7 separate regions of the Mus musculus genome follow, and all the other regions are linked to region 7. Evidence: chromatin contacts called from public Hi-C, HiChIP or PLAC-seq and promoter capture Hi-C data. All regions are on one chromosome and are shown on one strand. Each heading gives the region's core, a stretch centred on a gene start, on an enhancer-like site or on the middle of the called end of the contact. The rest is flanking DNA. Distances are from core to core; before and after follow the strand shown. Region 1 overlaps Ppt1 (palmitoyl-protein thioesterase 1). Region 2 has its middle 28 kb from the start of Ppt1. Region 3 has its middle 24 kb from the start of Cap1. Region 4 holds the start of Trit1 (tRNA isopentenyltransferase 1). Region 5 holds the start of Mfsd2a (major facilitator superfamily domain containing 2A). Region 6 holds the start of AU022252 (expressed sequence AU022252). Region 7 holds the start of Smap2 (small ArfGAP 2).

Region 1 (3,187 bases), core at 582-3,081, 1.8 Mb after region 7:
GCCTCTTGGATTCATTATGTCCTTTCTCTCTACAGGACCGCCTGGGGCTAAAGAAAATGGACAAAGCAGGAAAGCTAGTGTTTCTGGCTAAGGAAGGGGACCATCTTCAAATATCTAAAGAATGGTTTACTGCCCACATCATACCTTTTCTTAAGTGAAGCCCTGGCACTTTATAGCAGAGTTCATGAAACCACAGCTCTTCCAAGCCATGTACATAGTTCATGCTCAGCCCTGAACTCTAATCTAGCCTGCAACCAGCCCTTCTCTCCTCTTATCATCTAACATACCCTACTTGGAAAGATCTAAGATCTCAATCTTATCCTTTGCCGCCTGCTATCACCATATGGTGTTGGATTCAAGTTTAATTAGCTAATAACCATGGAGATTGTTTTACAACTTTGTGATATGGTCAAGCTCCCGTTTAAGAAATGGGAGTCTGTTGTTGCAGATCAGTAATTGTGCCTAAAAGAGACAGAAGTGAAAAAGAGACAAGCTCTGAGGGCAAAACCCATACAAATTTGGAGCAAATAAAAGCCCAGGTCTGAGATGTTCACACAAGCAATTTCTCTGCACTGCTGTGTGGGCCGTGCATGATGTTTCCCCATCATTTCTTAAGACTGTTTTCCTGTGTAAGTGTTGCCCTCTAGAGGTACCTAGCAGTCACCCCACAAGCCTACCATCACGTCCCCTTCAGAGCTCACCTTGTATCCTTAATCCTCAGTAACAGAATTAGTCACACAGGGGGGAACTGCCAGCAGGGTTGCTTAGGAAAGGAAATGGACCTTCTCTTCTCTTCTCTTCTTTGAGACAGGGTTTCACTCACTTTGTAACCCTAGCTGGCCTGGAATTCACTATGTAGAGCAGACTGGTCTTGAACTCACAGTCACAGAGATCACCTGCCCCCTCTGCCTTTCAAGTACAGGGATTAAAGGCATGCATCACCACAGCCTACAGCAATGTGTGTCTTATATACTATGAGATAGTGAGGGAGTATAGAAGTGAAAACCAGGTGTCTGTTCTTGCCCTTAATATTATAAGTGGCATAAATGTCACACCATTGCAAAGAACGGGAGAAATAGTCTAAAAAGGTGGGGCTTTGGCATTCCTACCCTACATCCTATTTACCAGCATACATCAAACTGCTGCTGATTTGATTCCTCAAGAAAATGATTGGGGAATATTGTAGACTTCTTTTCCCTCCTATTAAACAGATGATAACTTTGATTGTTAAAGAAGAAACCACCCTGATCCCCCATTTCCTACAGTTGAGCATGGACTCCCTAGTGCCCATGCTGAGATCTCAGCATGTTCTAGATGGGTCCTCTAGAGCACGGGTTTGGAGAAATGACTGTTTTCATGAAAGCACCATTAGCACCACAGAATTCACCCACTGCCTGTTTTTCCTTTTCCTTTCTCAAACCTACTCAAATAAAAGGATGAGGGTTAAGGGCAGGAAGTGGGAGGATCTAAAAATAGTTTTGAGATTGTCTTTAAAAATAATAAAGAGTAGTTTCTTATACTTGGTATCATTTTCAGTATTTTCACATCTCTGTACTGAAAACATCAGGTGAATAACTAAACAAGTTTGGTATTAACTTTATTCTATTTTCTGTATAATTTTAAGTACATAAAGGTTTATTTCCACAGGCCTCAGGTAATGGGCAGAAGTCACAGGACAATCTTTCTTCCTCTTTTCCCACCAAAAAAAAAAAAAAAAAAAAAAAAAAATAGGAAAGGAAAGGTTGCATATTTTGGTCAGTGTGTCCTAGAGGGAGCACTGGGATTTTGCAATGCTGTGCAAGATTCTGATGTAAGTCGAGACCTAAACAGCCGCCGTGGAGGTCATAGTCCTAGTCAGGTTCCTGCGCAGAGGCCCTAAGCTGCCGAGTGACAAGCAGAAGGGTGAGTGGAGGCAATGACAGTCATCTGGCAGGGAGGAGGAACGCCAGACTCCTTGGAATGCTGTGGTGGTTTTCTTTAAAGTTGTTCCCCATGGGAATCAAGGCAGTCATCCCAGGGGGTGGGGGGAAAGGGTTTAAGACTTCCTTCCTCAGAAAAGGACACTGCTACTGTACTGCAGCTGCAAGGGAATGCCTGCTATGTTGTGGTTGATGCTGACCCAGGATGGAATGCAGATGAAGGATGCTTTTAGGAAACAAGTCTGCTTGGAATGCTGGGTGGCAATCCTTAGCTTTTGGTCGAGTGGAAGCCTGGCCTCACTTGTCAACAATGAAAACTAGGTTGGTTAGAACCTAATAGACTCCCTGGCTCCTGCCCCCCATGCTCACTGTTAGGAGAATAGTGTGCATTCTGATGTTTGGTTCCAGGGTGTTGTGAACCCTCAGGGACTGATTGTTGGTAGAATGACCCCCAAAGCTGAAAGCTTCGGTGCCCCAGTCTGGGCCTGAAGCTCTGTAAGCTCAGCCTGTGGTGCAGCTGCGCTGATGCCGAGAAGCTGCACCTTCCGGTGAAGATCCACTGACCTGCTGTCCCGCCCGTCTCAGCCTGAGGTATATTTCAGTGAAGGCAGGTAGCTGGGCTTCTCAGAGCAGAGAAGCAGTTTAAGAGCAGAAAGGTAGAGGAAATCTAGAAAAGAACCGTCTCCATACAGATGTATCCCATGGTGTGAAGGGAGAGGGCACAGGACCCATGTATTTGCTTATCCAGCGATTTCTGTCACTGTGGTGACCAACTTCTGTCCGTTCCACAGGGTCTTGAACTGCTCGGGGACTGGGAACTCGTTCTGCAAAAAGGAAGTAACAGGATGATGGGGCTGGAGAGATGACTCAGTGGTTAAGATCACTGACTGCTCTTCCTGAGTTCAATTCTCAGCAACCACATGGTAGCTCACAACCATCTGTAATGGGATCTGATGCCCTCTTCTGGTGTGTCTGAAGAGAGTGACGGTGTACTCACATATGAAATTCCTAGCCAAATGGATGGACCTGGAGGGCATCATCCTGAGTGAGGTAACCCATTCACAAAGGAACTCACACAGTATGTACTCACTGGTAAGTGGATATTAGCCCAAAACTTAGGATACCCAAGATATAAGATATAATCTGCTAAACGCATGAAACTCAAGAAGAATGAAGACCAAAGTGTGGACACTGTGCCCCTTCTTAGAATTGGGAACAAAACACCCATGGAAGGAGTTACAGAGACAAAATTTGGAGCTGTGACGAAA
Region 2 (3,118 bases), core at 130-2,629, 1.8 Mb after region 7:
CTCTCAGATCCTCCTGTGACATGCCTGCCTGGACACTGCCATTCTCCTTACCTTATGATACTGGGATGAACCTCTGAATCCTGTAAGTCAGGATTATAAAGGATTAATGATGTCCTTTATAAGACTTGCATTGGTCATGGTGTCTGTTCACAGCAATAAAACCCTAACTAAGACAACAGATATGGAAGGATGATTTGCCTTGCAGTCTCATTTCAGCTTGCCAACTGTGATTTCAACTACCCACAGTAATGTCTCTTTCTACCAAGCAGGATATCTGTTATCCAGGGACGTCTTGGAACTTAAAATGTATTTGACTCCTATTCAAAATGGAAGTTCTATTCAAAAATGGCTTCAGTTTGGTTCCATTGTACATAGCCATCAGAGAAATGCAAGTCAAAACTACTCTGAGATTTCATCTTACACCTGTCAGAATGACCAAGATCAATAACATAAGTGACAACTTATGCTATCAAGGATGTGGAGCAAGGGGAACACTCCTTCATTGCTGGTAGGTCACAGCCACTATGGAAATCAATATGGTTGTTTCTCAGAAAAAATTGGGAATCAATCTACCTCAAGACCCAGATTTACCTCTCTTAGGCACATACACAAAAGATGTCCCATCCTACCCCACTCTCACTTGCTTAGCTATGTTTATAGAAGCTTTATTCCTAATAGCCAGAAACTGGAAACAACCTAGATGCCCCTCAAACAGAAGAATGGATAAAGAAAACGTGGTATGCTTACACAATGGAGTGTTACTCAGCTGTTAGAGAAAAAATGACATTATAAAAATTTTAAGCTAATGGATGGAACTAAAACATCCAGAGTGAGGTGACCCAGACCCAGGAAGACAAACGTGATTTTGATTCACAAGTGGATATTAGCTGTTAAATAAAATATAATCACACTACAATCCACAGACCCAGAGAGTCTAAGTAACAAGGCTAGGGGGATGCAGGGTTCTCCCTGGGGAGGAAAAATATAATTTGTGGATAGACTTGGTGGGTGGGGACGGAAACAGGAGGGAATTGGGTGAGGAAGTGAGGGACAGAGGAAGGAGTACAGGAAAAGATTACCAGAATACTGAAACATTTCTAGGAACACAGCAGAAACTTCCTTCACCCATGAAGATGACCCTAGCAAGGACTCCTAGTAATGGAGTATATGAAGCCTGAATCATCCATCTTTGATAACCTAGCAGGCTTCCAGTGGCAGGACCCAGGCACCAATCCAGCCATAAAACCTTCAACCCATAAATAAACACAGCATGTATGCACAGCATGTATGTACCCGTCCTGCCTGCAAGATCGTGGCTCAAAGCTTGTGAGAGTGGCCAACCAAAGACTGGTATAACCAGGCCCAAGCCACAAGAGGGAGCCCGTGCCCAACATTGCCTGGATTCCAGGAACTGGAAACTGAATGTTTGGCTCAGATACCTAGAGTAGAACCAAACACAATTGAAAAGGGAGAAAAAAGTCACTGAAATGATTCCTAATGATGTTCATACATTGGTGCCTAGCCCAATTGACATCAGAGAGGCTCCTTCCAGCAGCTTACGGGAGCAGATGCAGAGACCCACTCAAACATTAGCTGGAGCTCAGGGAAACCTGTAGAAGAGGAGAAGGAAGGATTATAAGAGCCAGAAGGGTTGAGGACTCCAGGAAAACACAGTCCACAGAATCAACTAAGCAGGGCTCATAGGGGCTCACAGAGACTGCAGTGGCAATCACAGAGCCTACACTAGGTCTGTGCTAGGTCCTCTGCATACATGCTGTGTTTATTTAACTTGGGTTTTTTTGTAGGGCTCCTAACAGAGGGAGAAGGGATATCAGTGACTCTTTGCCAGCTCTTGGGACCCTTTTCCTCCTATGAGTTGCTTCGTCCAGCCTTGATATGGGTGTTTGTGCCTAGTCTTATTGCATCTTGCTATGCTGAGTTCAGCTGGTATCACTGAGAAGCCAGCTGGTATCACTGGGAAGCCTGCTCTTTCCTGAAGAGAAATGGAGAATGGATCTGGGAGAGGGCAGGCTGCCATTGGGATGTATTGTATGAAAGAATACATTTAAAAATAAATGTTTGTTTTCAGGCCAGACTTGATGGTGCATGCCTTTAATTGCAGACTAGGGAGGCAGTGGCTGGCAGATCTCTGTGAGTTTGAAGGCAACCTGATCTACAGAGTGAGTTCCAAGACAGTCAGGGCTGTTACACAGAGAAACACAAATAATAACAATAATAACAATAACAATAATAATAATAATAAAATATATTTTCTTTTGGGGTTTTTTTTTGGTGTATTGCCTGCATATATAACTGCACACCATGTGTGTGTATAGTGCTCGGGGGAGGCTAGATGAAGAAGTTGGATCCCTAGAACTGATGTTGCATTCATGTGGGTGCTGAAAATTGAACCAGGGATATCTGGAAGAGTGGTTAGAGCTCTTAACTACCAAGGCATCTCTTCAGCCCTTGATTTTTGCGGGGTGTTGGTTAGTTAGGTGGGTGGGTGGGTGGTTGGTTGGTTTTGAGGCTGGCCTGGTACAAATTGGCGTCAAACTTACAGAAACCCTATTTTTTTTTCTGTCTCCTAACTGCTGAGATTACAAACAGATAGCATCACCCTGGCCTAAAATTAACCGGTGTGTGTGTGTGTGTGTGTGTGTGTGTGTGTGTGTGTGTGTGTGTGTAGTGTATGTGCACGTGTGCAAGTGTGCTCTGCTGTTTCCATGCAGAGGCTAGAGGACATCAGGTGTTCCACTCTATCATACTCTACCTAATTCTCTTGAATCTGGAGCAGGCTGGTGGCCAGCAAGCCATGTGTGTGTAGACCACATGCAGCTTTTATGTAGATTCTGCAGGTCCTGTGCTAGCTTAGGAATCACTCTTAACTATTTCTTAGTGTATTACTCAGAGGTATTGACTCCATGTTATTGTTTTAAATTTTATTTTTATTATTTTTAGTTATGTGTAGCTGTATGTGTCTGTGTGGGAGTGAGCAAATATGTGTTCGGGTGCTCACAGAAACCAGGGTGTCAGATCCCCTGAAGCTAGAGTGGCAGGTGGGTGTGAGCCACCTGACATGGGTGCTGGGAACTGAACTATGGTCTCCTGGAAGAGC
Region 3 (3,049 bases), core at 351-2,850, 1.9 Mb after region 7:
ACACACATACATACATAGACATACACAGATGCATAAGTAAAAGTAAATTTAAAAAAAAAAAACAACTCTTTAAAAATAATAAAATGAATCTTTAAAAAAAAATTAGTCTGGGGCAGGAGAGATGGCTCAGGGGTTAAGAGCACTGATTGCTCTTCCAGAAGTCCTGAGTTCAATTCCCAGCAACCACATGGTGGCTCACAACCATCTGTAATGGCATCTGATTCTCTCTTCTGGTGTGTCTGAAGAGAGCAATGGTGTATTCATGTACATAAAATAAATAATAAATCTAAAAATATTCATCTGAATTGATAGTTTCCTTTTTTTAAGAAATCAGTCTGACCAATGTGGTGGTATATTCCTTTAATCCCAACACAAGGAGGCAGAGGTGAGTTTGAGGCCAGCCTGGTCTACATATGGAGTTCTAGTCCAACCAGGGCTACATAACAAGACCTTGTCTCAAAAACAAAACAACAACAACAAGCTCCCAAAACAAAACAGCAGCAGCAACAACAACAACAACAAAAAATCAATCTGTGCTTGATTAGGTTTTAACTGTTTATGTAGAAGCTCAGTTGTATGCTTGAGAAAAAAATCCAAGGGTCAGAGGAGGCACCAAAGAACAAATTCATCAAAAGGACTGACTTGAAAAGGCAAGGAGAGAGAGAGCCACAGGGACCATACTACACAGCAGGAAGACACTGTTCACATCGCAGTCCACACAAACCACAGTTCCTAGAGGTTTGTATACTGCATGCTATTGCTATTACGGTGTCTGTGTGTATGAAGTATGTTGGTGCCACTGTGCATGTGTGGAGACCAGAGGACAAGTTTCTGGAATCCACCACTGGTTAAGTCCAGGGATCAAACTCAGGCCCCTCTGGCTTCCAGAGCAAACGCTTTTACTTGAGCCCTCTTGCCTGCCTGTAGCACCCATCTTATAAAGCCACACCTTAGGGAGTAGTTCTGAGTTCAATGTGTCAGAAACTCCTGGCATCTTCCCAGAAAGCTTTCCTAACTTTGCACACTGTGGAGGCATGCTGGGGAGAAAATTGCCAATGAAGGTGTATTGAAAAATCTTGATCATTGCAATTTCACTCACTTCTGCCCCCTCCTCTTTGCTTTGGTATTCTCCCCGCTGAGCTAATGTCAAAGGAGTTCCCTGGCTACCAGTAACAGGAACCAGCTCTGACAAATTTAAGAAGGGGCATAAAGCTGATCGTGGTGGCTCATGCCCTCTAATCCCTTCATACTTGGGCTAGCTAGCAAGATCTTATGTCAAAATTTAAAATATTTATTGAAAGAAAAAACGTGAAAGATTCATAGACTCGGTACAATCCGGAAAAACTTGCAACCAGAGCAGTCGAGTGTTATATTAAAATATACAGGGTCGTGCTGGTTCCAGATATGCAGATTACAGACAAATCTCTTAATACCGCTACCTACCCTGGCGTTAATCAGCTCCGCGTGGTTTTTGCCCTTTCGTCTCCCACTATTTTTTTTTCCCAAGAGGAAGCACTCCCAATCGGCTTTGTTGTGATGGGATGTCATCCTCTGACAAGAGGGGCTTTGAACCGTGACTGACAGCCCCACGGAGACAGTGTGCAGTGTGGGAAGGGCCTTCTCCAAAAGAAAGAGATAGAACGCTGATAGAGGAAAACAACAGATGTCCTCCGCATTCCAACTGCGGGTTGCCAAGCAACATCTTCCCACGTTTTAAAATACCATATACAAGTTTTAAAATGCTTCTGTCTAACATAATATGATTATTTCAAAGGCAAACAAAAGACACACTCAGCTCCTTCCAAAAAGACACAACCCGTGTCCAGCAATGGCATCCATCCCCAACCCCCACACACCCTGGGTCCCGTCATGATCCTCCTCCATCCCCGATCCCCACACACCCTGGGTTCCATCATGATCCTCCTCCTTAGAAATCTGTGGACAGACAACAAATTTAACCAACACACACACACACACACACACACACTATACACAACACACATAATTCTAAGATGAGAGAGGGATAATTACCTTTTTGGGGAGTGGTAGGGGACCTCGAGACAGGGTTTCTCTGTGTGGCCCTGACTGTTTTGGAGCTCGCTCCATAAACCAGGCTGGCCTCAAACTCAGAGATACACCTGCCTCTGTCTCCCAAGTGCTGGGATTAATGATGTCCACCACCGAGCTAACTGCCTTGTAAATATATATATATATAACTTTATGCATAGTATTATATGTAACTTACACTTCTACAAAAAAAAATGATACATAAAAGAAACGGTATGCTCCCCACTTACAGTCAGTCTTACCCCTAATATGTGTAGGTTTCATATGGTTGGTTGGTTGGTTGTTTAGTTCGGAGTTTGGATTTGTTTTCTTTTGTTTTGACCTGGGAAGGATGGGGGGGGGGTCTTTTTGGTGGAGGTAGGGGCTGGCCTGGAACTTTGTATGTAGACCAGACTGGCCTTGAACTCACAGAGATCCTCCTGATTCTGTCTCCAGATTACTGGAATTAAACACGTGTGCCACCACACCTGACTTTATTTTCGTTTTATGTTTTTGTTTGCTTGTTTGTTTTGTTGAAATTATACGATACCAGCGAAGGGGAATTGTTATCATATGTGCAGTGCTTATACAGGCCAGAAGAGGGCAGCAGATCCCTTGGAGCTGGAGTTACAAGTGGTTGCAAAGCTCCCTTCTCCCCCTCGTGTGGGTGCTAGGAACCTTACTTAGATCCTCTGGAAGAGCAACAAGCACTCTTGGCTATTGGGGTATCTCTCTAACCCCTCACCCTGGCATAATTCGGTCCTCCCATCCCCAGTCCATGCCATCTGGCCATTGGCTGGCCAGCACCTTATTTGGTTTAGTGTTTTGCCAGGTGGGCTGTGGAACTCAGCCATCAAAGTAGCTCGTAACGATTCCCACCCGCCTGATATCCACACCCTTGTGTAGTGTCCTCCCACCTGAAGTATACGCCAGAATATTTCCAGATGTTGGAATAGCATTGCTATCTGTTCTCTCATACTTACCACCCTGGATTTCAGTGCCG
Region 4 (3,188 bases), core at 438-2,937, 2.0 Mb after region 7:
ATAAACATTTCCTACTAGACCCATTGGGTGGCTGATACCTGGGGGTGGGGGTCTCAGCGGCCCCATGCTGAGGCACCTCCTCCTGCTGCATCATGCCACCACATTACAAAACATATCAGACTACTCGTGGCTTTACCTAGGAGCTAGACCGAAGCAGTCTCAGAGAAAAAGCACTTATGCCCCCGCCCCCATCCCAAGTGCTGACTGAACCCAGAGCCTCATGCTGACTAAGCAAATGCTCTACCACTAAACCTGCATCCTCAGACCCCTTAAACTGCCCAACTAGCTAGAGGTTAGCAGAAGGGGTATTTAAGCATCTTTACACGTTATTGAAAGATTCTCTGCCCTTAGGCTTTTGCTCTTACTTATTTAGGGAGGCAGATGGGATTGTACAATTATAATAACACAAACTGTTTAACAAATGGTGGTTGTTATGTGCCAGTGCATTTGAAGCAAGCACTTTCCAGACATTATTTCACCTTTTCCTTATGGCAATCCTTGGAAGAATGGAAAGATAAAATTGCTGAGGTTAAGAGGTGAAGTAAGGGTCTGAAGTGTGCTCAGCTCAGTGCTAGAGTGTATATTCAGCACCCAGGGGGGGCCTGGGTTCAGTCTTCAGACAAAGAGAAAAAAAAATGCTGCTAATGGAATTAATTCTGATGAGAATTAATCAGCTCTCAGCTGATAAGTCTGAGAGCTGGAATTTGAATCTAGGTTCATCGGGTTCCATAACCATTCTTTCTTAATTTTAAACTTCAGTGTGTGTGGTGTGTGTGTGTGTGTGTGTGTGTGTGTGTGTGTGTGTGTGTGTACAGAGGTCAGCATCAGCTCTCTCCTTCCACATGCGGATCCTGGAGATTGAACTCAGGTCATCAGATCTGGCTGCCAGCAACTTTACATGTTAAACCATCTCTCTGGATTCTTAAAGCCATTTCTCAAAGTGGTGTGTGGAATCTTGAAGTCTGGCCATCCTTGATTCTGATTTTTCTTTCCCTCACTTGTATCTGCTTTACCCTTTGATTTTCTTCTGCTTCCTCTTCTAATTTTTGGGTTGTCATTCACTTGCTTGTTCTTTTGCTTTTAAGCCTATCTCTTGACTGCTTTATGCCAACGCAGAGCTTTGTCCTGCTTTCTGATTGTGTCTAAATGAGTGTGGAATTCAAACATTAGAGCCATGCTCTTGACTGAGAATTGGACAGATCTGATTTTGAAGAATGACTGAGAATCGGACACTCTCTGAGCTTATTAAATCCAACGCTAAGGTAGGCAAGTCGTTTCTCTGTCCATTTAATCATTGGTGGGTGCCTGTGCTAGGCACAGGAGACTCAGCAATGAACTAGTCAGAATGTGCTTCTTGTCTTTGTGAAATTAACAGCCTGTGGTAGAACTCAGACAATAAACCAGAGGCCAGTTATACAGTTTTATTCTTGAATTAATGCTATGAGGAAAAAGAATTGGGTGCCTGGACGCAATGTAGACAGAAATATTTTAGATGGGCTGCCATCTCTCCTTTGAGAAAGCAAGTCGGTGGGCTAATCTCAGCTAGTCGAAGGCAGTTACGTCATGGGCCTCCTAAGCTTGGTACCTTTGTCCCACAGTTTCCTCCTTTCCACCCTCCCCGCGTTCTGAGCCGGAGATCCGCGCCGGCGCACTGACTGTTGCCATGGGGACAGCTGCTTCGGCGCATGCTCAGATGCCTTCAAGATGGCGGCTGCGGCTGCTGCACGAGCAGTTCCTGTGAGCTCTGGATTCCGAGGCCTGCGGCGAACACTGCCACTTGTAGTGATTCTCGGGGCTACTGGGACTGGCAAGTCCACCCTGGCTCTGCAGTTAGGCCAGCGGCTCGGCGGCGAGATCGTCAGCGCCGACTCCATGCAGGTATGGCAGCGTGCTTGGCCCGGGGGCCTGGGAACCCTGGAGGTCGCGTGCGGGCCTCTGGACTAGGGGACACCCTGTCGCGTGGCTGTAGTGGGTGAACCTCGAGGCGTATGGGGATCCAGATGAAAGGAACCCACACCTGCTAGGTACCCATTCCAATGGCAGACAGTGTCCATTGTGTCCTGTGATCGCTAAGTAACTTCTCAGGCCATTACTCTTTCGTAGATAGTACCAACAGTTTCATTTATGGATAAAAATGTTGGGGGCTGGGGAGGTGAAGTGACCTTGTGCGTGGCACATTGCAAATAAATGGAGGAGAGATAGTGGAACGTTTAAGGTTGACATCCGGTGAATTTCAGTAAGTTAATTATTCCCAAATTTTGCCATAATTCTAATTCTAGCCCAAGGTAAGTCAGATGCCACCTGTGAGTGTCTTCTTGGGCACTAGAGCAGTCAGAGGCAGCCACTGGCTTCGTGACTTCAGATCAACAGTGCCCTTTACTTGAATATTATATTTGTAAAGTGGAGGAAATGTCATTTGCCCCACAATCACAAGGCTAAAGTATTTAATAAGTGAGACATTGGAGTGTTACAGTGGAGAGAGGGAGGCCAGCTCGAAGGTCAGACATTGTGGTAAATATTGGCTGAACCTGAGGGCTTTTTTGTTTATTTGTTTTTGTTTTTTAATCCTTTTGTCCTCTTTGCGAGAGGACTTTCGGGGATGTAGGAGCATTTGAGCTAGAGAGTAGGTGACATTTTGGGTGAATGTGAGAAGAATTACAACAGCTGTTAGGCATGTTCAAAGGTGTCGAACATATACAACCAGTCGCAGAACTCATGGTTAGTAACCTAAAATTAGTAATTAATTCTTTGCCCCACTTTACCTCATAAGGCTCCTGACATTGTTTCTACCCTCATAATTTATTTTTCCATGATAAGATCATCAGCTTATACTAAAAGGTAAGGTAATGTAACAAATAGTTGTTTGCAGCCTGCTTTGTGCCAGCTTAGGGAGATAAAGAGTTTAGCTTGAACTGAATCTCAGCCAGATTTTTTTTCCCCCAACTTTTTGCTACATGAACAAAGATACCTTTGTTCCTTTGCTAAAATAGGAAGAATATAAAAAACAACCTTGTGATCATTAAATGAAATATATGTGAAGCACTTATTACAAGTGTTTAAAAAATATGTTAACAGTGAAAACTATGGTGACTGTGTGTGTGTGTGTATATGTACATTAGACCAAACTCCTTATATTGGGGAATGTTAGTCTGGCTAAACATAGAGTAAGACAGAGCTAATAAGTGAAC
Region 5 (3,314 bases), core at 133-2,632, 1.9 Mb after region 7:
TAAATAAATAAAATCTTCTCCCAGGCCCTCAGCTCCTTTCCAAGTTACCCAGAAAGAGCATGCGGTAGCAATGGGCCTGTCCCTACCTGGCACTAGCTGCCACAACCTGAAAATCCTCTTGCTGCCAAAAGTTCCCTGAGCCCAGCCCAGGCTCCCTCCCTGACGCCCCGCAGCAGCTAGGATCCACCTGCGTCCTGGATGAGTGCACCAGAAGGGGGGGGGGCGCCCAGCCCGCTGCATCCTCAGCTGTTCTTTCAATCTGTCCCAAAGTTCCCGGGCCCCTGTAGGGAGTCTTCAGCTCCAGGCAAACCCTTGAGCAGTCCTACCATCCATCTGCCTAACACGCACCCTTTCCAGCTCCTAGGGGACCTTGGAGAGGGGTAAAAAGGGCTCCAGGTGCAGGGCTCAGCCCTCTCCGGGTGGAGCACTAGGGGAGGCTGAGGTTGCCCAGGGAAAGTAGAGATTACTCATACATGGTAACAGCATAATTGCTTACTCGTTTCTTCCAAGAACAGTTAATAAAATTAAAAGGAAAAGTTAAGCACCTCCCAATTAGCTATATTGTGAGAGATTCCTTTCCTGGGGCCGCATGGTTTCATGGTGTGGTTAAATAGATCCAAAGAGTTAGAACGGATCGGAGAGAGAGGATGTCGAGACACGCGGAGCTCTGTGCATGTGAACCCTCAGTCACACAAACGCTTTCGGTATGCGGCTCCTTTAAGAGCAAAGCCCTTGTTCTTATGAATGAACTTGAGTGGCCCTCCTCAGAGTTAAAGCACGAGAGTGGGGGGTGGTGAGAGATGGAGAACCAAAGGGACTCTCAGACTTCTGGGGTCTCTTCAGGTCTAGGGAGAGAAACTAGTGTGGCTCAGCACAGTAGAACCTAGAGCGCTGGGGAGAGCCCCACGCCGCGTAGAGTTGCCGGCGCCTCTCTTGGCGCAAACCCATTGTAGGGGTGTGCAAAGGGGCTTCAGACTTTCTCCATCACTCCCGGTCCCAGAGCACTCCTTGCTTTTTTCAAGCTTCGCTGTACCCTGTTACCGCCAAGTGTCCCAAGGCCAGACCTAGTCTCCGACGCCCCTATACCCACATCCCGGCCGGCCCACCACCCCTTGCCCTCCTCTCGGGACCTCACCTTCACCTGGACCGGCCGTTCACTGGCTTGGAGGATGCTGGTGGGGAGCAGCCCCGCCGCGGAACCGCTCTCGGCGCCTTCTCCTTTGGCCATGACCCGCGGGCCACGCCGCGTGGGACCGGGACGCCGGGATGCTCTTGTGTTCTGCCGGCCGGCACTCGCCTGTGGCTCCGATCCTAGGCGCAGCCCCAGCCACTACTACGTTCGCTAGCACTTAGCAAACCAGGAACGCCGGCGATGAAAACTCCCTAGCACGTCCCCTCCGCGCCTCTTAAAGGTTCGGGCCTGCGCCTCCAGCCAATCCCTGCACGCGCCTGCCCATCTCGGCTGGCGGAGCCTCGCTGCTCAGCCACGTTCTCAAAGCCGGCAACCCACACCGCGTGCTCCTAACTACCTAAGCAAAGCTGAGAAACCCACCTGACTCGCCCGAGGAAACTGAAGTCCCAGGCTGAAAGTGACCTGTCCGAGGTCCCCCAGAGTGAGTTTTCCCTGAGTAGAGCCTGTGGCCCTTGACTTCTGAATCCCCATCAGCTCCTTTTAAAATCCGGAGTCAGGTGGCTTCTCCCCTCCCCCAAACCTGAGGCCATGGGCTGTAACTTTCATTATCAATGTCCCTCGTGTCTCAAGATCGACAATTTCCTCTTCCTCCCTTTGAAAAGTAGGGGCCTTTTTCAATGGGACAGAAAAATTACCAAGTCCAGTGGCTACCGCTTCCAGGCAGGGGAACTCGCAAGTTCTAAGAAGGAGCCATGGCCACAGCAGCCGTTTATGGGTAGCTTTCTAACAGGCTTAACATGACCTCACTGGGTGCTTATGAACGCCATCTGAGGGTGGTACTATTATTATCCCCATTTTACAACCCAGGAAAGGGGGACACAAGAAGAACAGCTGTTGCGACACAGACAGGCCAGAAAGGTTTTGTCCAGTTCCAAAGTCTTTACTCATAACTCTCCTGCTCTGCCCCTCAGCATAAATTACAGAAGGCTGAGCTATGTCTGTGCTCCCAGACAGGAAGCCCTGGGAGATACAAGACGCCAGCAGCCCTCTGTGTCGAAAAGAAAAGAAAAGAAAAGAAAAGAAAAGAAAAGAAAAGAAAAGAAAAGAAAAGAAAAGAAAAGAAAAGAGAGAAGAGAAAAGAAAAGCTTTGAGAAAGAGCATGCAGAGGAATGTGGTCCTTGAAAGAAGGGAGGACCGTCATCATCTAAACAGAGGCCAGGCATAGGTGCCAGCAGAGAACGGTCTTTGCTGCCTTTCCTTCCACCTCTGCTAATGGCACTCCAGCCTTCACAGATCCCCAGGAGCCTGGGTCAAGTCCAGCTCTCCCTCTTCAGTGAAGTTACTGCTTAGACTCTCAGAGACCGCTCACACAGGACCTGTGTTTCTCAGTGTCAAGCTTTTTTTTTTTCCCCTCCTCTTAGTTCAGATTGCAGGGAAGAGCTATTGAGATCTGACTCCTCCACAATGGCCACAGCACCCTTGTGTGCCCTGGCACATCACTGTCCAGAAACAAGCCAAGGGAAATAGTGAAGACTGTAAGAAGGCCTGTTGTCCCCACTGTCACACTGCCCTCTCTCTCTTCCATACTATAGGAGGGAAGCTATGGAGTCCTGTACAGTCTCTTCCAGCCCTAAATTCTTCACTCCTTTGAATGGCAGCATTCCAGAAGTGATCTGAATAACCGAGCCAGATTATGCCCTCCTTGAAAATAAGAACTCTATCTCTTTCACTCCCATATCCCACTAAATCACAGTGAGTGTGAGCTGAAGCACCAGAGGAGCCAGCCCATTCAGAAAAACCCCAGGCACCTCCATGGACGGGCTATCTAGTTGTTCCTGAACAACTTTATTAACCTCCTTGTGTACAAAATAGGGACCTACCTAATAGCGTTGTCTGGGGGATAAGACAAGAAGTTGTACAGGAAACATTTCGCGCACAAGGACTCAGGAGCTGAGGCTGGGCTAGTTCCCCTCCTGGCCCGATTCCAGTCTGTCAGTGTAGCAACGCAAGATTCCAGATATGGCCTGACCAAGCCAGTACAATAGACCTATTATTTCCCCCAGTCTGGACACGACACATTGTTAATGCAGCCTAAGACTGCTGGGTTTCAGAGCCTTTCTCTCCCGTGATTAGTTCCCATCAGGTTGTGGTTAGCTAAATTATTCAGATTCTTAGCACCAGA
Region 6 (3,295 bases), core at 588-3,087, 1.8 Mb before region 7:
GTATAAAAGACTAAAGCTGGGCTGGAGAGATTGCTCAGCAGTTCAGAGCACTGACTGCTCTTCCAGAGGTCCTGAGTTTAATTCCCAGCAACCACATGGTGGCTCATAACCATCTATAACAGGATCCAATGACTTCTCCTGGTGTCTCTGGCGAGAACGGCAGTGTACTCACATATATAAAATAAATAAATCTTAAAAAAAAAAAAAAAAAGCTGTGTTCTCTCTGTGGCTGAGTCCACTACCGTCACTCTGAAACTCAAAGTGTTGATTGCCCAAGATTTTGTCCCTAGCTACCTCCCTCCAATAGCAGCCTGATTAAACAAACACGTGATAGTCTTCTAAGCCTGTTTTTGAGCCCACCTCTCTTAAAAAAAAAAAAAAAGTAAAGTTTTAATTAAAAAGGTTTTTCTAAACATTTGAATTTTTCTTAAATACTACAACAGACATTTTTTGTGTGAGGGATTTTTGGCATGTCAATCATTAATTTTCTTGATCAAAACAAACTCTTGAACACGATAACTGCCAAATAAGCTAGTTTATACAAGAGAAAGAGAACACTAGAAGCTTTTAAAGCAGCCAGGCTCCGACACTGTAAAAGAGTCTTCAGGGGAAGTCTTGCTAAGAGAAGGAAACTGGAGTCCCACTTAGCCCTATGAGCCTCTCCACCTCAAAGATCTCATTTTACAGATCCAGAGCTCCAGAGAGAAACAATCAAAACCAATCTGTCAAAACTTCTACGGTCTTTTCCATTATTTTGCATATCTTCTTTATTTTACCTATTATGGAAACCGACGCCTAAGCTCTGGACATAGTAATACTGACTGTATCCACTGAAATTCACCATGTGTGACAGCGACCCTTGTAATACCCAGCCTTTGGGAGGCTGAATTCAAAGCCAACCTGGGCTATACAGCAAATGAAACTACCTCCAGTTTTATTGTGTGTGGTCTTTTTTTCAATAGGAATTTTACCCTGTGCCTTTTTGCATGCTGTTTTTGGTAGTGCTAAGAATCAAATTCAGGGCTAGGCAACAGTAAACTACAACCCCAGCAGTTTTTGTTTTATTTTGTTTTGTTTTTTTAAAAAGGAAAGAAAGAGCATATATTTAAGTTCCACAAGCTCCTGGGTAACAGATAAAGACCTTATGGGAAGCAGAATAAAATGTGACTATTTAAGAATTTGGTATAGAAGCCATACATTTAATCCCAGCATAGGGTTTTGGGGTTGGAGGGTGGGGGAGGAAGGTGGATCTGTCAGTTCGAGGCCAGCCTAGTCTATAATATAGAGAGTTCCATGACAGCCAGAGTTATGTAGAAAGGCCCTGTCTCAAAACAAACAACAACAGAGGAATTGGGATAGAGTGATCCTCTTCGTGTGAAATGGAATGGTAACTTCAGTACTGCCGAGTTCACAGGCTGTCCCGAGCCCAAAGAGGCAGGGTAAAGTACGGAGATGGCTATTCCTCACCTTCTGCACCTGCTCGGCGAGCGCCACGAGGTCTAAGGGGTCCCCGACCCGGTGGGTGTGGTAGGGGCTCACCAGAGCCAGGCCGCCGGGGGTCGGGGTGAGCTCCACCAGGGCTCCTGCGATACACACCCGAACACAGGCGTAAGTTGAAACCCTCAGCCTTCCGTGAGCCAGCAGGAAAGAGCCACCCGGCTGCGACCTCCTACCCAGGCAACTCAGTCCCACCTACCTCCAGGACCCGCCGCCTCCTTCACCCCCAGATTTCCCGTACCACTTTCGTACCGGCCGGGAACCCCGGGGTCCGCCATAACAGCACCTCGGTCCCACCACCCGCAGGGAGCTCAGTCTAAAGCGCAGGCGCACAACAGCTTGTGGGCGGGGTTTTCTCGTTCTCAGTCCATTGAGCTGTGCGCATGAGATTAGAGGCGGAGCCTCACGAAGAGTAAGTGTTTGGATTGGTTGAAAGCAAGAGGCGGTACAAGTTTCCTTGCCACGAGCTTCTGGACTTGGGGCGTGGCTCGTCTCTGGGCGTGGCTTCTGTGGGGGGCGGGACTCTGGAATGTGCCCCAGGCGAGCAGTCCCGTTAAGTGGAGGAGCAAGGCCATGGCGGTGAGCGAAAGGAGGCTGCTGGCAGCGATGCTAGCGGTCGCCGCCGCCGCCGCCTTACGGGTTGCGGCGGAGTCTGAGCCGGGATGGGACGTGGCAGCCCCTGACCTGCTTTACGCAGAGGGGACCGCGGCCTACTCGCGCGGGGACTGGCCCGGGGTGGTCCTGAACATGGAGCGGGCGCTGCGCTCGCGGGCGGCCCTGCGTGCCCTCCGCCTGCGCTGCCGCACACGCTGTGCCACCGAACTGCCGTGGGCACCGGACCTGGATCTCGGTCCGGACCCCAGCCTGAGCCAGGACCCGGGCGCCGCCGCCCTGCACGACCTGCGCTTCTTCGGAGCCGTGCTGCGCCGTGCCGCCTGCCTACGCCGCTGCCTCGGGCCGCCCTCTGCCCACTTGCTGAGTGAAGAACTGGACCTGGAGTTCAACAAGCGGAGCCCGTACAACTACCTGCAGGTCGCCTATTTCAAGGTGCGACTGGTCCGGAGCCCGGTGGCCGGGAGCGACCTGGGGAACTTGGGGAGCAGAGCAGGGATGAGACGGCAGGGAGGCAAGGGACCTCTTGGCTAGGGAGCTCTTGGCGGACTTTGGGAGCTTCACCCGGTTCTTATGGGCAGATGCTAACCCTAAAGGTCCAGCCAGTAGTGACAGCCCAAGCCAAGAAAAACCTGACCTTTTTCTTTTGGGAAGGCCTCCTAGAGGGAACCGAGGCGGCCGCTAGGGTCTCCCAGCAGTACTTCATTGCAAGTGTCCAAGTGCTTCTGCAACATCTTCCTTCCGGTTCGTTCTCCAATCATGCTTTCCCTGCTCCCTAATCCAACAGCAGCGCTCTTTCAGGACGTGGGATTGCCACGTCGCCAGCAGGGGCTGCCTGGCTCCGCCCTGTGGAGGACCCTCTAGCTAGTATTTTTGGGTTTTTTGTTTTTAAGAAAATGACTGTCTTTTGGGATGCCACAGCGATTTAAGGCCAAGTCAATAAGCGGGCTTGGAACGCCAGCCTTGTCTGCCCGTGATGACTGGTAACATATATTTCCAGGACTCCGTTAAAGCACTTTACGTTTGTTTATTGCCTCATTTGCCCTGATACATACAGTATCCTTTGAGTAAATGATATTAGTCCCATGTTAGGGGGGTGGGCTGCTCATGCAGACTACATAGCTACAACAGTTTCACAGACCTTTCAGTTCTACCTAAAGAAAGACTTAGAGGCTCGTGGGGACCT
Region 7 (2,916 bases), core at 328-2,827:
CCCTCCTTACATAACCTTACTCTAAAATAAACCATAATCACATGAAGTATGGGCTAAGTATCTATTGCTTTTCTCAACATTAATACACACACACATCTGAATGCTTTATACTACTTTATACCCATATGCTACATGGCAAATTCAGGAAATGAACTAAAGTAAATACCCCCTCCCAATTATAGCTGCTCCTACCTACAAAGCTGTACAGAATTCACTAGTAAATTTTCTACCATATTGACCTTTAATTGTAACACAGCATGAACCTTTACAGACACAGAAAACAAAGGCTAAGTGGTTGTGGCCAATTTCTATTTCCTCTCTAAAGGTGTAATCACCAGGGAAATAACGAATTGGGGGAATTCCTTGCTTCCTTTTCTCCCTGCTTGAACGGGTCCTGCACTACAGTCCAGGTCTGCTAGTTTCGCTCACCACACACGCATGAGGCCTCCACAACCCAGGCTAGACTACCTAGAAATCCGCACTGTGTCACTGCATAAGGTAGCTGTTTCTCAGTGCACACGACCTGGGTGAAGAAAGCCACCTAAGCACTCGGTCTGAGCTCAACAAGGTGGTAAAATGACAGGAGCTGCTAACGACATAGCAGACAGCAAGGAATGCCACCTTTAAATATCATTTCGACAGTTTTTCTCTTAGTCATCTCACCTTCCTCCTCGTCACCCCCACCGCCACCCCCACCACACTGCAGCTCACCCACAGCTTTGCCAAGTAAAAGGCTGCCAGCTCTGCATGACAGCGAGCCCAGAAGCCATTCAGAGTCTGCAACATAGACAGTCTCACCTGAACACACCGGGCAACCCCACCCCCCACTATATCATCCCCACTTCGCTGACACACACACACACACACACACACACACACACACACACACTCGCCCACACCAAACCCCAAGTCCCAAGCCCGAGGAAACCCAGCAAGCTCATGAGCGAGGGTGGCTCGCGTGGTCATACGAAGAGGACTCGCCCTGAGCTCCAGAACCCCCTCCCCACTCAGGCCATCGCAGCTCATCGCCACGCCGCCGCCCCGCAGCTGGCCCCCCGCCGGCGCCCCGGATGCGTTACCTTTGGACTGGCAGTCAGCACAGAACTTGTTATCTTCCTCCAGCAGCAGGTTGGCCAGGACCGCCTGGTACCGATCCACGTCCTTCACCGACTTGCCTGTCATGGCCAGGGTGCCGGCGGGGGCAGAGGGCGACGCGCCCCCTGCACCCCCCAAGAACCCCTGCCTCTGTCCGGGGCTGAGGCCTTGGGGTCCCCGCCCAGGCGGTCCTCTCGCCCGGCCCGGAGCAGCCCCGGGGTCAGAGCCGTCAGCGCCCCCGCCCCGCAGCCCCTCAGCCCCTCAGCGCGGCGCCCCCTGGCGGGCTTCGGGCAAGGCAGGGACTCGCGGAGGCTGCGGGACCCCAGAAGTGGCCTAGGTGGAGCGAGCTCCCGGCTTCAGGCGTGCGGGACGCACACTTGACCCCGAGTGTTGAGGGTCTGCCCGCTGTGCTTCCCGCCTCGGTTTCCCTGGCAGCTGCGACCAGCTCAGCCGCCACCTCCACCGCCTACTTCCGGCAGCTCTTCCTCTCCTCCTCCACCCAGCCCAACCCGCGCATGCGCCCCGCCCACCGCGCTGCACTGGGCTCTCCCCTTGGCTCCGCCTCCTAGGAACCAATCCGGGAAGAGCCGGGGGCGGGGCTTAGGTGGAAGCGGCGGGAGGGAGGACACGCCCCCTGCGTGCCCTTGGAAAAGAATGAATGAAGCCGGGTGGAGAGGGAGGAGAGTGAAGAGAATAAAGTGAAGGGAACGACCAACATTTACAGAGCTCATACTGTGTGCCATGTACTGCTCTAAGCGCTTTCTATCAATTATCACAGTATGCTCTTCACAGCAACCTTTATAAGATGTGTGTTTATTATCCTTATATAATACAAGGGTTGTGGCTATCCCAGACTCCTTTAGGTTAGTCTTTCCTTCAAGAGACAAAAGGACTCACCCTCTGACCCGAGTTAAAGAGACATTACACCCTCCCTCGTGATCACTTCTAACTTGGAATGCCTCCTGCCGCTGATATACATTAGTCTTCTCTGTGACTACTGCCCTTTTTGAGCATCGCTCTGACTAGTGTCTAGGCAGAACTTTTCTTTCCTTTAAAAAAAATTTTTTTTTGAACAGGTTCTTCCTAAGTAGCCCTTGGTGGCCTGGAACTTTATATTGTAGATTAGGATAGCCTCGAACTAACAGAGAACTGCCTCCAAAGTGCTGGGATTAAAGGTATGTGCCACCATACCTAGCCTCCTTTACTTGCGTGTGTGTGCATGCGTGCGTGTGTGAGTGCGTACGTGTGCGTGTGCGTGTGCGTGCGTGCGTGCGTGCGTGCGTGCGTGCGTGTGTGTGTGTGTGTGTGTGTGTGTGTGTGTGTGTGTAGGTGTCCAAGGAGGCCAGAAGAGGGCATTGCAGTACCTGAAGCTGGAGTTTCAGCTGATGGATGAGGGTGTGTGATGTGGGTGTTGGGGAAGGAACCAGGGTCCTATGAGAGATTACCAAACTCTCTCACCTGCTGAGCCATCTCTCAGGTTGTTTGGGGGAGAGCCAGTTATAGGGTAACATGGAATAAGCAGCTACTTAAAAATGGTTATTAGGTATTATTTTCCAAAGCCTCTCTTGTTACAAATAGTGTCTTGAACCCACGGCCATCTTCCTGTGTATGCATTCCGTCCCTTCACTCATCAAATTCTTAAAAGAGACTGAGAAAAAACAGGATGTGCTAAAGGGGAAGAGAACGCTACTTCCTGATATTTGCTCTTAAGGGATTCTTCTGAAGGCTAGAGTAATAGACCAGGGAGGCCAGCAAGACAAAGTGTTTATTTGCCTCTAAGACAGCAGTCTTGTTCATCTCTACTTTCTCCCAAGACCAGGC

Evidence for each region. Promoter capture Hi-C pulls out the DNA fragments that hold promoters and counts their contacts. Hi-C and Micro-C count contacts between places; a contact is called where the count stands out from the background. HiChIP or PLAC-seq counts read pairs in DNA pulled down with a chosen protein or histone mark.
Region 1: a promoter capture Hi-C map of pre-B cells shows a contact between it and region 7. The contact joins the enhancer-like site here to the promoter of Smap2 in region 7. A contact is called at or near these places in 9 of 39 promoter capture datasets (the 3T3-L1 cell line, cranial neural crest, embryonic stem cells and 6 more), 1 of 15 datasets of contacts at CTCF or cohesin (large pre-B cells), 2 of 115 datasets of contacts at active chromatin or transcription factors (the NIH/3T3 cell line and embryonic forebrain) and 1 of 9 other capture datasets (pancreatic islet).
Region 2: an H3K27ac HiChIP or PLAC-seq map of large pre-B cells shows a contact between it and region 7, with 11 times the contacts expected there. The contact joins the enhancer-like site here to the promoter of Smap2 in region 7. A contact is called at or near these places in 5 of 39 promoter capture datasets (cranial neural crest, embryonic stem cells, frontonasal cranial neural crest and 2 more) and 2 of 115 datasets of contacts at active chromatin or transcription factors (astrocytes and large pre-B cells).
Region 3: a promoter capture Hi-C map of hippocampal neurons shows a contact between it and region 7, with 7 times the contacts expected there. The contact joins the enhancer-like site here to the promoter of Smap2 in region 7. A contact is called at or near these places in 7 of 39 promoter capture datasets (the C10 cell line, cranial neural crest, embryonic stem cells and 4 more), 1 of 15 datasets of contacts at CTCF or cohesin (large pre-B cells) and 1 of 115 datasets of contacts at active chromatin or transcription factors (bone marrow-derived dendritic cells).
Region 4: a promoter capture Hi-C map of pre-B cells shows a contact between it and region 7. The contact joins the promoter of Trit1 here to the promoter of Smap2 in region 7. A contact is called at or near these places in 13 of 39 promoter capture datasets (the 3T3-L1 cell line, 3T3-L1-derived adipocytes, the C10 cell line and 8 more), 2 of 484 Hi-C or Micro-C datasets (B cells and cortical neurons) and 9 of 115 datasets of contacts at active chromatin or transcription factors (SST interneurons, bone marrow-derived dendritic cells, embryonic forebrain and 4 more).
Region 5: a contact with region 7 is called in a promoter capture Hi-C map of stem cell-derived epiblast-like cells, with 10 times the contacts expected there. The contact joins the promoter of Mfsd2a here to the promoter of Smap2 in region 7. A contact is called at or near these places in 15 of 39 promoter capture datasets (the 3T3-L1 cell line, cranial neural crest, embryonic stem cells and 8 more), 9 of 115 datasets of contacts at active chromatin or transcription factors (the 230-238 cell line, T-cell acute lymphoblastic leukemia, astrocytes and 6 more) and 1 of 9 other capture datasets (embryonic stem cells).
Region 6: a Hi-C map of B cells shows a contact between it and region 7, with 5 read pairs. The contact joins the promoter of AU022252 here to the promoter of Smap2 in region 7. A contact is called at or near these places in 1 of 484 Hi-C or Micro-C datasets (B cells), 2 of 115 datasets of contacts at active chromatin or transcription factors (bone marrow-derived dendritic cells and microglia) and 1 of 9 other capture datasets (liver).

What each region holds. Positions count from the first base shown.
Region 1 is chr4:122,857,475-122,860,661 of GRCm38.p6, forward strand. Ppt1 (palmitoyl-protein thioesterase 1) reads left to right here. Exons shown (of 9, transcript NM_008917.3): 9 at 36-1,701. The coding sequence ends at 158. It overlaps Cap1 (CAP, adenylate cyclase-associated protein 1 (yeast)), which reads right to left. Exons shown (of 13, transcript NM_001358035.1): 13 at 1,574-2,743. The coding sequence ends at 2,660. Among named protein-coding and RNA genes, the nearest start is that of Ppt1, 23 kb to the left of the region's middle. Within about 2 kb of position 1,832, at least 49 of the 459 cell types and tissues checked have an H3K27ac peak or open chromatin away from gene starts, as enhancers often do. A contact at or near this core is called in pre-B cells, where this site is marked.
Region 2 is chr4:122,806,947-122,810,064 of GRCm38.p6, forward strand. No RefSeq gene overlaps it. Among named protein-coding and RNA genes, the nearest start is that of Ppt1, 28 kb to the right of the region's middle. Within about 2 kb of position 1,380, at least 12 of the 459 cell types and tissues checked have an H3K27ac peak or open chromatin away from gene starts, as enhancers often do.
Region 3 is chr4:122,908,106-122,911,154 of GRCm38.p6, forward strand. No RefSeq gene overlaps it. Among named protein-coding and RNA genes, the nearest start is that of Cap1, 24 kb to the left of the region's middle. Within about 2 kb of position 1,601, at least 30 of the 459 cell types and tissues checked have an H3K27ac peak or open chromatin away from gene starts, as enhancers often do. A contact at or near this core is called in hippocampal neurons, where this site is marked.
Region 4 is chr4:123,014,906-123,018,093 of GRCm38.p6, forward strand. It overlaps Trit1 (tRNA isopentenyltransferase 1), which reads left to right and starts at 1,688. Exons shown (of 11, transcript NM_025873.3): 1 at 1,688-1,878. The coding sequence starts at 1,705.
Region 5 is chr4:122,959,806-122,963,119 of GRCm38.p6, forward strand. Mfsd2a (major facilitator superfamily domain containing 2A) reads right to left here and starts at 1,383. Exons shown (of 14, transcript NM_029662.2): 1 at 1,136-1,383. The coding sequence starts at 1,228.
Region 6 is chr4:119,230,887-119,234,181 of GRCm38.p6, forward strand. It overlaps AU022252 (expressed sequence AU022252), which reads right to left and starts at 1,838. Exons shown (of 5, transcript NM_001012400.2): 1 at 1,697-1,838; 2 at 1,468-1,583. The coding sequence starts at 1,775. It overlaps P3h1 (prolyl 3-hydroxylase 1), which reads left to right and starts at 2,029. Exons shown (of 15, transcript NM_019783.2): 1 at 2,029-2,544. The coding sequence starts at 2,071.
Region 7 is chr4:121,015,670-121,018,585 of GRCm38.p6, forward strand. Smap2 (small ArfGAP 2) reads right to left here and starts at 1,578. Exons shown (of 10, transcript NM_133716.3): 1 at 1,080-1,578. The coding sequence starts at 1,182.